Linked DNA regions of Mus musculus: region 2 is linked to region 1. The links are chromatin contacts, called in public Hi-C maps. All regions are on one chromosome and are shown on one strand. The core of a region is the stretch at or near the end of the contact, and the rest is flanking DNA. Distances in the headings are between cores, read along the strand shown.

What was found. Hi-C and Micro-C count contacts between places; a contact is called where the count stands out from the background.
Region 2: a Hi-C map of muscle stem cells shows a contact between it and region 1, with 3 times the contacts expected there. The contact joins two enhancer-like sites. A contact is called at or near these places in 22 of 484 Hi-C or Micro-C datasets (the C2C12 cell line, the CH12 cell line, Th2 cells and 12 more), 1 of 115 datasets of contacts at active chromatin or transcription factors (embryonic fibroblasts) and 2 of 9 other capture datasets (embryonic stem cells and liver).

Annotation. Positions count from the first base shown.
Region 1 is chr13:52,710,481-52,716,981 of GRCm38.p6, reverse strand. No RefSeq gene overlaps it. Among named protein-coding and RNA genes, the nearest start is that of BB123696, 43 kb to the left of the region's middle. Within about 2 kb of position 4,826, at least 53 of the 459 cell types and tissues checked have an H3K27ac peak or open chromatin away from gene starts, as enhancers often do. A contact at or near this core is called in bone marrow-derived macrophages, brown adipocytes, muscle stem cells and 1 more, where this site is marked.
Region 2 is chr13:52,762,020-52,768,235 of GRCm38.p6, reverse strand. No RefSeq gene overlaps it. Among named protein-coding and RNA genes, the nearest start is that of BB123696, 7.9 kb to the right of the region's middle. Within about 2 kb of position 2,600, at least 110 of the 459 cell types and tissues checked have an H3K27ac peak or open chromatin away from gene starts, as enhancers often do. A contact at or near this core is called in bone marrow-derived macrophages, brown adipocytes, muscle stem cells and 1 more, where this site is marked.

The sequences.
Region 1 (6,501 bases), core at 3,577-6,076:
TTACAGATGGTTGTGAGCCTCCATGTGGTTGCTGAATTGAACTCCAGACCTCTGGAAGAGCAGTTGGTGCTCTTAACCACTAAGTCATCTCTCTAGCCCTTGATGCAATATTTTAAAAAGTCATGTTCCACAAGCAAAATGAAGACATATTGGGAAGTAGATCCATGCCTGGAGCAGAGGAAATACAGATACTGTGTCAGGCCCCACAATCTAATCCAATCAGGAAAATACCAGACAAACCTAACCTCAGGCCAGGCTGAGGATTAGCTGCCTGGTTCTCTGCCAAAGTCGAGGGGATGAAGATACAGGAGCCTGTGGACACAGGGCATGATGGTCCCAGCCCCTGGGATCCAGGCACAGAAGACCATTAGTGGGAATCCTGCTAAAACCAGAGTGCGGTGGCTGCTGTAGAGTTGTCGATGCTACTGTCCTATGGTTAGGGGAGGAGGGGCTGGGAGGACATTGTGGTTCTTCTTATCCATGGAATCTATTATAGGACCCTAGCAAAAGCTCAAGACCAGGGAAAGTGCTGAGGCCTCCGTACACTGATATTCCTCTAAATACATATGATAAAGTTTAATTTCTAAATGAGGCCCAGGGGCAGATTAACACCAGCTAACGAGAAAGCAGGACAACCACAGTGATACACTAGTGAAAACTGCTGCACATGTAAGAGCGTCTTTTCTCTGGACTAGTTCACAAGAGAGTTTCAGACTAAGTAGACCTCTCTGCTAATGGAAATGTGGGAAACGCAGGACTCAGATGGAAGGACTCATGGACAAGAGAGCTTGGCACTAGTTTGAAACTCTCTCAAAGTTAAAAAAAAATAAATTAAATCACCTGCATTCATACACTGCAAATGTGGCCCACTCCAAATCAACAATTAAGGGAACAATATAGAAAACAGGACACAAGGATGGACAGGGCTGGGCTGATGACTTGGTGGACAATGTGTTTGCTAAGCAGGCTGGAGTCCTGGAATGGAGAGTCCCTGATCCCAGGGAAGCAGGGTGGGCTTGCCACCCCGTCATCCAGAGTTTACAAGGCATGCACAGGCTGGCTACCCCAGTCTCATCAGCAAACTGTGGGCTCAGTGAGAGATCCTGCCTCATAAAATGGAGAGCAGCCTTTGAAGATGCCTGATGTCAACCTCTGGCCTCCACACAGAGGCACACAGACACTCGAGAGCTCCTCATATGGTAACATAAATGTATACACATGTGCATGTGCGTGCGCGCGCGTGCGCGCACGCACGCACGCACGCATGCACGCACGCACGCACACACACACACACACACACACACACACACACACACACACACACACACTGCATGTATGTAAGCACATAAAAAACAGTAGCAATAGCCAAGGAAAGGTCTAGGAAAGCTTTCTCTGCATCTCCCTAGCTGTGTGGAAACTGCTCGCTGCTGAGGAATGAAAGCTGTGACAGGTAGAAATCTTGAGCTGCATCATAGATGTCATCAAAGATGTCATCAAAGATGTCCTTGTAGACATCGAACAGGTCATGTGAGCTGGGATTCCTTTCTAACTGGTCATGGAGCTAGGTTGGTGGCACCAGAATCAGGTGCAGCCAGGGGTGCCCCAAATGAACTCCCACAGGCCTTTGAGGATAGCAGGGTCTCTAAGCCATCTAATATAGTGGGGATTGAACCCAGAGCCTCTCATGTCCTTGACAGAAGCTCTGTCACTGGGCATCTTCTTACATTTTATCTTTTTGAGATCAGGGCTTACTAAGTTTCCCAGGCAGACCTTGAACTCACCATCCTCCTGCTCCAGCCTATCAGGTAGCTGCAATTGCAAGCCTGTGCTTCCCGGCTCAGCAGAACCATTATAACTGAAGAGATTAGTGGTCCAAGGGTGTGATGCAGAGGTTAACTCAGTGGTAGGGGCTTGCATTGGATCACAACTTGCTGGGGTTGAGGGTACAGTCCAGTCAGTGTGACATCTGCATCCAAGAGGTTCCATCCCCATCCCAGCACCACAGGAACTGGGTGTGGTCATGTAAATGTGATACCAGCAAATCCAGAGATGAAGACAAGAGGATTATATGTTCAAGGCCAGCCTGGGCTACCTGAGACTCGAAAGAAAAAAACCAAACTAAACCAAAGGTGACAATGGTTTAAAAGGAACTTAAGCCTTGGTTTCCCTGGCAATGCTCTCTCCTCTCTCTCTCTCTCTCTCTCTCTCTCTCTCTCTCTCTCTCTCTCTCTCTCTCTCTCACACACACACACACACACACACACACACACACACAAACACACGGACATGCATGCATGTACGCTTCCATGTACACTCTCTTAAACTTTCTGGCTTCATCTTCTTTGTAGCAAGTCTCTTAGGCAAGACCTGGACCACAGAGATGCTAGCTTTGGACATGACTTTCTGGGACATTCAGGATGCACTTGTCCTCTGGCTGGAGAAACCCCTAACACCATCTGCCCCTCTGAGTGGTGATTATGGTGTCACCTGTAGGACCTTGTGGAGCTTATACTTCCACTGCCCATCAGGAGTGACATATAAAGCCAACCAATGGATGTGTGCACAGTGATGTGTAGGCAGGCCACAATGAGTTTGTCCTGTGGCAGAGGTGTGAGACCAGTGACCCCAGCAACCTTATCCCTTCCTTGGGTCTATGGCCCATGGTGGGTACTGTAGTGCCATAAACAAAAAGCAACCTGCCCTGCTGGATGCTGGACATAAATTGGTAGTCCAGCCGTAGTGTTGTCTTACCTCCTTGAAGGCAGAGGAGGCATCTTATTGACCAGCAAGGAGGAGATGAGGAAAGGCCTTGGAGCTTCGGTATCACATTGAGGAGTGGCATGTGTGTGTGTGCTGTGGTCCTGTGTGTGTATGGTACATGGAATATGAACATATGTCTGAGATGTCTGTGTGTAACATGCATGTGAGTGGGTAGAAGAGTATGCAGTGTATGAGTGCATGTATGTGGGCATGGTTTTCAGAGATGTGGGTGTGTATGTGTGTGCTTATGATGTGTGTGTGATGCGTATTTGTATGTGGATGAGTATGTGTTTGTGTATGATGTGGGTATGTATAATGTGTACATGTGTATATGATGTGTTCATGTATGTAAATGATGAGTATGGTATGTATGTGTATGATGGATATGTGTGTGTATGTGTGTGCATGTATGATGTGTATGTGTGTGTATGATGTGTATGTGTGTGTATGATGTGAATGTGTGATGTGTATATGTGTGATTTGTATGTATATGTGTATGATGTGTATGTGTGTGTTGGCTTTGTCTCATCAGACCTGAGCCTTGGCCCTCATATAAGGCCAGGTTCTCCTGTGGCTCTGCAAAGTCCTGGGGAGGAAGGTGTGTCTTGTTACAGGGAGCTGAGCTGCTGGTTCTGTGGAGCAGATGTGTTGACTCCAGCAGGAAGCAGAGGAAAGGGACAAGAAGAAGACACAGCTTGACAACAAGCAAGACACACCTGTCTTGCACTTGGGTGTGCACAGGCTGGATCTTCAGCCTGCATTCGATGACACCAGCAGCCCATCCAGACTACCAACTCAGAAGCCTTGCCTGTACCTATTTTCATATGCTGCTGCCTACATACTCACATGCCAGCCGCATGTACATGAAGACACTCGCAGGTACACTCTCTCATAATTTACCCCCACACATATACCCACTCACTCACGACCGTGACTATACCCTGTAGGCACACACAGCTCACACGTGCACATACACATCACAGGCAGTCACAGCCCTGACAGGTCCACTCACTACCTGCACATACATCAGGTATGCACACATACCCACAGCCCCACAGCACATATATTCACAACAGTGGCACTCCACACCCGCAAACAGGACATGTGTTCCTATAGCCACGAACGCACATCTCCGTCAGCACGCTCTGCTTCTGTGACCTGGGCCTGAGGTTTGAGAATGTTTCCAACTTGGCCAGACTTCAATGGGACAGCACTTTCCAGTCTGAGGAGCAGGCAGTGAAGTGGGGACCAAGGGTGACATCCCAGGGACTGCATGATAATTAGAACCTGGTCACCCTGTGGAGAGTTCTGCCTTTAGAGACTTAGGCCTGTGTATGTATATGATGTATATGGGATCATAGCCTTGAATCATTTGGCCATGGTCCCTCTCCTCAGGGGCCATTTCCATACCCCACCCTCACCCCCATTCCCAGTCGTAGGATCCTTAACTGTTCTCTCCACAAGTGTCCTCTGCTTCTGAAAGTCCTAACTACCAGACTGGAGGCAGTCAGTCACCCAGTGGCTATGTCACTAGGCTGCCTTTGAACCTCATTGGAGGTCTCTCTTTAACTTGCCATTCTGTAGGACTTGTGTCCTATTCTTGAATGTTCTGGCCCTCAATGTCCGCAGCACTGTCCTGGGCCATTGCGTCTGTGTGGGAAGGTGGATTACCAGTGACATCCTCAGAGAATGCCCAAGAGGCTCCTCAGTAAACAACCTGCCTACCTCCTCAGGGTTAGCCTAAGCTGGACCATTTTATGGCCCTGAAACCAGACACCATTCTTTTGCTGCATCCCATAGGAGCCAGAAGAAGACAACGTGGAAATCAAGTTGTGTGTGTTTGCCTAAACCCACTTAACTCCCCTCTGCGGCTGTGAACCCTGAGCCTGGGATGGGACCCGTGAGTGGGAAGCTCTCTCCCAGCCTGGCTTGAATCAAGACTGCCAGCAACAGGCAACAGAACCTACTGGCTGTGGTAAAGGGCTCATGTTCAGTGTTGTCACCCCGGTGCCCTAGTCAAAAAAGAAAGGACTCCAGCTGTGGCCTGTGCTATGTCTGATGACTGCCCCCTAGTGTCCGTTTCTGAAATGAGTGCAAAGCTGGAAGAAGGATGCTGTTACTACTTAGAGAGGGCTCTGCCTAAGGAAAGAACTGAAAAGGACAGGATGACAGGACTTAAGAGACATTCCCGGGCCTACTGAGCTGGAGGACAGCCTTGGGAGCAAAGTATGCCCCATGAGCATCAGCCAGGAAGTTAGAACTCTCACATGCACACTCCTGTGGACTGGCCCCAGGTCCGTGCTGTTTGGTAGGGAGTTCTGCCTGGCAGGCAGTTGTGCCTTCAGGGCACATGGCTGACATTTGTTGCCGCTTACAGCCACCTGCCGGTCTGCAGTGCATCCTGGGTAAATTATTAACAGGCCTCTTCCTAGAGAGCTTCCCTAGAGGTAGATAGAGGCAGCCAGGCAAAATACCTATGTGGGCTGAGACCGGGACCTGCTAGCCCCTGGTGTGGGGCAAAAAGACAACAGCCTTCCTGTGGCCCTGCTGATAATTATCCACACACGGATCAGTGTGGGATGGAATCCTTAAAAACTTAAGTTATGGGCAGACTTGACATTGTTCTTGTACAGGCATGGGCTGGGATTGGAGAGGGACCGTTGTAAACCGGAGACAGGGATTAATCCTGTATCAGACAGTAGAAAGATGACCCACAATATTCTCAAAAGTGCAATCTGACCTCGGGGAGGGAAGGGCAGTGGGGCTGGAGTGGATTCTGGGTGGCTTTCCAGTCTGAAAGAGAACTTCACAGAAGGGAATCAGTCCCTGAGACAGAGATAAACAACAGGGGAACTGAGGTGAGCCTGCAGGAATAGCAGGTGCGGACAGACAGAGGCCATCAGGAAGTCCAGCCACCTTTACTCCTGAGAGACCCAAGGTGCCCATGATGCAGGACAGAAAGATGTGAAAACCTGTAGGGATACTTGTAGGGATAAAATCCACTGGGGGATCCCTCTCCAGCTGGACACACAATTCCAACACAATCAGTATTTACCATGAAGGTTGCCAACACAAGCGATCTTTGGTACAGAGACATCTTCAGGTACTGATAAGGTAGCAATAAGGTAGGTTCTGGGTCTGAATGTTGGCGGCCTGGGCAGGGCCTCTCCCCCTGGGTGTGTTTTGGAAGTCACTAGACTGAGATATCCTACCTCTCTGTAATTCTGTGATCTTGGGCCCTCTCAGCTGAGCCCTGTCAGGTTTCCCAGACATCCTCTACAGACAGCAGATTCAAAGCCACTGGAATCCTATTCATGGGTGAAGACAGTAGCATGGAACCTTGGCTTGGAGTTGAGGCCCCTAAAAGATTAAGGGGTGTCCATAGGCTGCCCTGGGTGACAGCACGCTGCTATGCCTCTCTCTGTCACTGCTGCCTCGGACATCTTCAGCTACACTTGAGGTCAGGTGGGAGAGGAGGGGCGGCCATGCTTTGGAAGAGGCAGAGAACACCTTAGCAGGAGACCTCATACCCCAAGATGGAAGCAGAAAAGGAAGGCATGCCTTTGGCCGCCCCTCTTAGGTAGGTACTTTAAAACAGGTAACACATAGCTCACTGCAGGTTCAATGTGTGATGCCTCGGTGACTTTGTATGGGCAGGGGCGCCAGGTCTGCCTTCTTTGGGGTTAGATGGAATAGATGCTCCTCCCTTCAGGCCTAAGGGCCAGACCTTCAGACTACAGG
Region 2 (6,216 bases), core at 1,351-3,850, 53 kb before region 1:
GCCCACCCTCCTAAAGTTTGAAACGCATTCCCATTTGCCCGTAACTCTCCCATGAAATGCTCAGGGCCTGAGGGCGTTATAGGCTCCCTTGTGGGGCCTTCGCTCCTGCCCTTACCGCACAGGGCTCCTGGGATAATGGCCGCACCATTGCTGTTCTTGTGCTCCTCAAGTTTGGATTCTGGAGGTCAAATGTGGTGGTCGTGTGTGGAGAACCCAGAAGCATTGCTCCCCCTATGCCTCTCATCTCTACCTCAGTGAACACCCAGGCCCCCGGAATCTGCTGAGAGGCCTAAGAGGCTCATCCTGCCCATAGGTCTGGCATCCCACGGTAGGTACATGCCACAGAAGACCAGTAAAGGACACTAGCCTTCCCTCCTCTTCTCTCATTGGTGGACACACTCTGGGTTACTCCCTGCAGGAGCTTGGCCATCATAATGGCGGCCTAAGCAGAGGGTATTTATTAGTTTACACAGAAAGCCATTCCCTCTTACTCTGTTTGCAAGTGGGGAAGCAGGGACTTCTCTGATGCCTTCTAGAGCTGATTCCAGTGACTGGTGGCCTGGGCTGGAAAGTCTGCCTGGGGAGCCTGTGTCCCTTCAGGCAGGTGACCTAATGGATGGTCTTTCTTCTTTGGCCCCTGTCCTCATATTTCAGATGGTGTCCCTGCATTGTCCTGTAAACCTGGGCATGTGGAGCATCTCTCCTGGAGGTTCTCTGGAGTCATTCCTGCCTGAATTCAGGTGCTGTGCCACAGTACCCAAGCTACATACATGCTCTGGCTTTCCCTAGAGCTTTAAACAGTTCTTGTACTGACTGCTTTTGTGTTAACCTGACACAAGCTAAAGTCATCTGAGAGATGGGGGCCTCAATTAAGAAAAGGCTTCCATAAGACCAGGCTGTAGGCAAGCCTGTGGGGCATTTTCTTATTAGTAATAATTGTGGGAAGTTCCAGCCCATTGTGGGTGGTGGTGGCACCCTGGGCTGGTGGCCCTGGGTTCTGTAAGAAAGCAGGCTGAGTGTCCCATGGGGAGCAATCCAGTAAGCAGCACCCCTCCATGGCCTTTGCATCAGCTCCTGCCTCCAGGTTCCTGCCCTATAAGTACCTGTCCTGACTTCCTTCAGTGATGGGCTATGATATGGAAGTAGAAACCAAATAAACCCTTTCTGTCTAAACTTTTATTTCTTATCACAGCAATAGTAACCCTAAGGTAGTTCCTTTCTTAAAACAGGGGCATGACCAGCAGCTGGCTTCTACCTCAAGGTTATCTTGGCCTTTATTCTTTCCCCAGCTCATGCCCAGCTTTCTCCATTTTAGCCCACCAAGGACTTCTTTGTATCCTGTGTAAGGTGCACTTACTACAGTGCCCCTTGAATGGTCTAGACCTTCCACCCCAATTTCCCTTTCTTCCTCTACTCTCTTGGGGTACAGGTTCTCAGAGCTATCAGGTAGCTGTTGGAGAGCCTGACACCCCATTTGTACTCTCTCCCATTTTCCCATCTTGCCTCTGTCTGAGCAGCTCACACTGACCCTTCGGGGCTTCACAAAGTAAAACTTGGCCACAGAGGTGACTGAAGCAGAGCTGGTCACTGCTGGCCAGGCAGGCGGCCACAGCCACCCTAAACCAAGTTAGCCAATCAGCAAACAGGCCACCCAAGGAAGAACAGGAGAGGGTGGCACACGGACATCTGGAATGTGTGCCAAGGTACCACAAGGTCAGGCTTGAGGAGACAGAGGCAGGCCAGTGTTTCAGAGGGAAAGGGAGGAAAGTTATGCAAGTTGTTTTGAAACCATTGTCCTTGGCCCTAAGGATCAATAACAAGGGTGGGGTCAGTTCAAAGTTGACAAGGCAGCTGCTGACTGCCTTCCTGGAAGTGTTCTCTGCTTGGCTCTTAGAGTTATCATGGTCATCTTGGGCTCCCACATTGTCCTTCCAGAAGCCAGTGTGTCTCTGGGAGGTGACAATGGCCATAAAACAAAGGTACACCCAAAGAGGAGGACACCTGCCATCTGTGAGGAGGACTGCATTTAAACCGGAAGGAACCAGAAAAAGAAAAGAGGCCAGTAGGACAGTTGACGAATTGGTTTGGCAGCTGTTTGGATCTGTTTGTTTTAATTAAGTTGATGATGAATCTGGAAACCCTTGTGCTGGGTCAGGATTTGGAGGCTGAACTGTGTGATGGCAGGAATGCTTGTAAAAGTGATTAAAATAGCTTTACAGAGTGTGCCTGGAGGGACCAGTTGGGCTGGAGAGACTCGGTGTGGGAATGAAGGCCCAACTTCTTAGGAGTCCGTCCATCTGCCGCAGCCAGCCGTGGGCCAGAGATGATTAAACACTTAATCAGACCCGAATACTTGTGTTGTGTGCTTGCTGTGGCTACAGAAAAGGGTGCTGTCACCAATCTTTAAATAGCGAACCAGAGGCTAAATTTCACTCCATCCGTCAAAGGCCACGGCTCCGCAATGTCCTAATTTTAGCTGCTTGTCAATTCCCCAGTGCCTGTTCGCTGATGTAACTTTGATCTTCCGATGCTTTAGATGGCTTTTGTGCTGAATTTAGCTAGAATATACTATGAATCATCTGGATGGCTGCCCAGCTAGGGGAAGGGGGGAGGGAAGAGGGAGAAGAAAGGAGGGAGGGTGGGAAGGAACGAGAGCTAAGAGAACAGTCAGGCCCCTGAAGTGGTGGATAGAGATGGCATAAAGATGGAAGAGCCTCCTGATTCCAGGGCCATCCGCTTTTCCAGGAGTGTATTTTGAGTACATTATCTTTAGACATTTATATTCTCATGCAAACACACAGGAGGCCACTGCCAAGGTCTAAGGAGAGTGTCAGTAATCGTAAGACATTTGAAAGGAATATTTTTCTAAGCAAATCGCTGCCTCTAAAAGGGCATTTCTTTCCACTTAGGGAGCAAGCAGTGCCAAGATGCGTTCACTTAAGGGGGCAGAGAGCGTTTCTGATGGCCTCCCCTCCTTTGGGTTATTGGGGAATTGCCTTTTGTTTCAGGGCTAGCTGGCTTTTCTTCTCGCCTGAGATTTCTTTCTTCCTCCAGCTCTTAGCAGAACCTCCCATGTCACCTTCTGTCCTGAACGTACATAGCTGCCACCTCCTTCCTGTTGACATGCCTCAGGTGGTGTCTGTCACCTGGATCATGATTTCTGTTCGGACTTTGCAGGAGTGCTGTAAAAGAGTCAGTAAGACTCACTGCTTCTTGGCTGGGTCCTCAGCTACCTAGCCTTCTTCCTCCAAGTCAGGAAAGAGGAACTTCTTCCAGCCCCTCCTTCCAGGGTCTAATACTGTACGTTCTGCTCCTTGACTGGGGAGGGGTAGGAAGAAATAAATATATAGAGAAGATGGACTGTAGACTTTACAGCATCTCGGGGCAGCACATGATCATCTTCCATGAGAATTTGTGACCTTGATCAAGATGTAGTCACCTCAAGAAGGGGTATGTATACACTTCAGTGGAGGGGTTCGTGGTTGTCAGGTACCTTAGAATAATACAACATGCCTTAGTATTGAAATGTCTGGACTGAAGTTGATCTAAACCATAGAAGGACTGAAAATAGTGTGATCAGGTAGTTTGACAGATGTTGGAACCATGCCTCTAGACTCCAACTTCTTAAACTATGGGCATAGCCCCATAGTTTTGTCTTATGGCTGAGCTCAGTGATTGCAAACACTCTGTCAGGAGTTGGGTCTCACAGACCATTCCCTCACCCGCAGCAAGTACAGGCTCACACTCTTGCCTACCCTCCAGAATTTGACCTTAAGACCCTACTGCATGAAGTGGCCACATGCTTGAGTCACAGAAGATGGAATAGACAAGCTGGTGTTCAGCTGGGACCTTTGTCCAACTGGCTACCTCTCCTGGTACTGGAAGGTACAGTGTGTGCCACAGGAGGAGAGAAAGGATCATTTCACCTACCCATGATCCTGTCACAATGGCTGCTGACATAGGTGCAATGGTGGCACAGATGCCACACAGGTAACCACTTGCTTTCTGATTCAATCTAAGGCTCGGCATATGAAATGGAACTCGTGCCTGGCCCTGTTAAAAGGGCAAAAGCCCATGGCTACATAGGTCAAAATTTACATGTATAGAAATTAGTTTTAAAGTAATTTTTAGTGATTTTTTTCTCAGCAAATGTTTACTTTGTATATATAAGCACATATACAGGTCATATATAAATTTCTTGCACAAAGAGGGCTCAGGAATGACATAAGTTTGAATCAGCTGTATGGGGCACTCTGTCATGGGACAGCCAAAGCAGAGGTCCCAAGGAGCCAGAGGGCCACTGGATTAAAGGAGAGATTTTTCTGTGTTAGAGCCTTCAACATAGGCCAGGTGTTGGTCACTCAGTGGAAACTGTGATAGGCAAAGCCCACTCACCAGAACTGACTAAGATGGCACATGGGTCAAGGGGCCACCACAACTCCTCACTGTGCCCATGAAATGACAATGAAAGTGTTAGCTGGTCAGCCAGCCAGGCACCTTTAGAGAGAACTGCGTTAACAGCTTCAGAGTGGCCCCCTCCTGTACTTCCAGCCAGAGCCTTATGACACAAACTGAGCTTGCTCAGAGCCACTGCTGTGTAGCTAACCTTCCAAATCTTGAGCCCAGGGTGCCAAAGAGTGTGTCTCCCATCTTTCCTTCTTAAATAAAGGGTGTTGTTGAACAATACAGATGCCAGCGTACTAAGTACCAGGTCCTTGGGTAGCTCTACAATTCCAGACAAAGCTAGCTAGGTGTGGGAAGGATGCCTTATGGATGTAATATGGCTAAGGCCATTTTTTTAATATGAAAAATTGGGGAAGGAAAACAAACTGACACCGCATCTACATGGGCTCTGGGTGGGTCCGGAGGAGCAGAGAAATGCCGTTGGGAATACTATGGGATAGGAGCATAGCTCCCAGATGTGCTTGTATCAGAAGGCTGGTCTGGGAAAGTCTTCCTAAGAAGAGTACAGTGGTGGCTAGTAGGTTTTTGACACATGTTCAGGAATGCGGAATAGCTCCTTGTTGGTTTGGCCCTTTAGCTGTTAACTGATGAGTCTCCTGGTTCTGCTTTCAGTTCTGTTGCTGTGATAAAACATCCTGACCAAAAGCACCTTAGAGGAGGAAAGGGTTTGTCCACTGTCTCTCATCAAGGGAAGTTAAGGCAGGAACTCAAGCAAGGCCCTGTCCCATCGTACGCATAGACAAGAGTGCAGAGAAACAAGTGGATCCTGGGTGGCTGCTTGCTTCTTCTCAGCTAGCTTTTTCTTCTTGTGCTATCCAGGACCACAAACTTGGGGAATGGTGTCTTGCACAAAGGACAGGTCTTCTTACATCCATGAACAGTGGGGACAGTCCCTCACAGACTACAAGGCTAACCTTAGCTAGATGATTCTTCTGAGGTGATTTTAGGTTGTGACAAGTTGACCAAAACGAGCGTCACATTCCCTTCTCTCTGCCCTTAGCGTTTGGAATTGAACTGAGGACGTTTCAGATTTGTTCTGTTATGGATTCCTAAAGCCCTTGTCATCAGCACCGTGATGCGCTGTTTTGAAGGATCTTAGGTTGCTACAGAATGGAGAAAGATCATGAGAAATAACACGTTGATGTAGACAGGGCACTCTAGAGCCCAGTGAGGCTGAGGTTTGAGTCGATCACCAGTGCCACTAGCTTCTGGAGAGTTGCCACTGCTGGGGCCTATTGGGTACTGCACCCAGGCAGGGCCCAGGAGTTCCACTCCCTCTCCCAACTGGCTCAGAGACTCTGCTCCTTGCTTTGTGTTTGCCAATCAAGCCTTATAAAATACCTTTGGTGATGAACTGCCAAAATGAAGTGATAACTTTATAGCACTCATTATGGCTACGGGGTTGGCATCGGAAAGAGGACCGTTTAGGGACGTGAGCCCTCATCCGGTGTGATCGGACATTAGTATGTTCAGATAGACAATGTCAAAGGGAATCGGAGTAGATGTCAGCCAGCTGGTATGGGTTAAGGAATTGTCCCCAGTTGCCAGTGGAGCAAGTCAGGTCTAGGAGAATGGTCATGCTTTCAGAGAAGAGGTGTGCTGACTAGCTTTGTGTTAACCTGGAACAGGTTAGAGGCATTTAGGAAGAGGGAACTTCAGCTGAGAAAATGCCCCCACCATAATGGCTTGTGGGCAAACCTGTGGTACATTTTCTTGATCAATGATTGATGGGGGAGGGGCCAGCTCATTGTG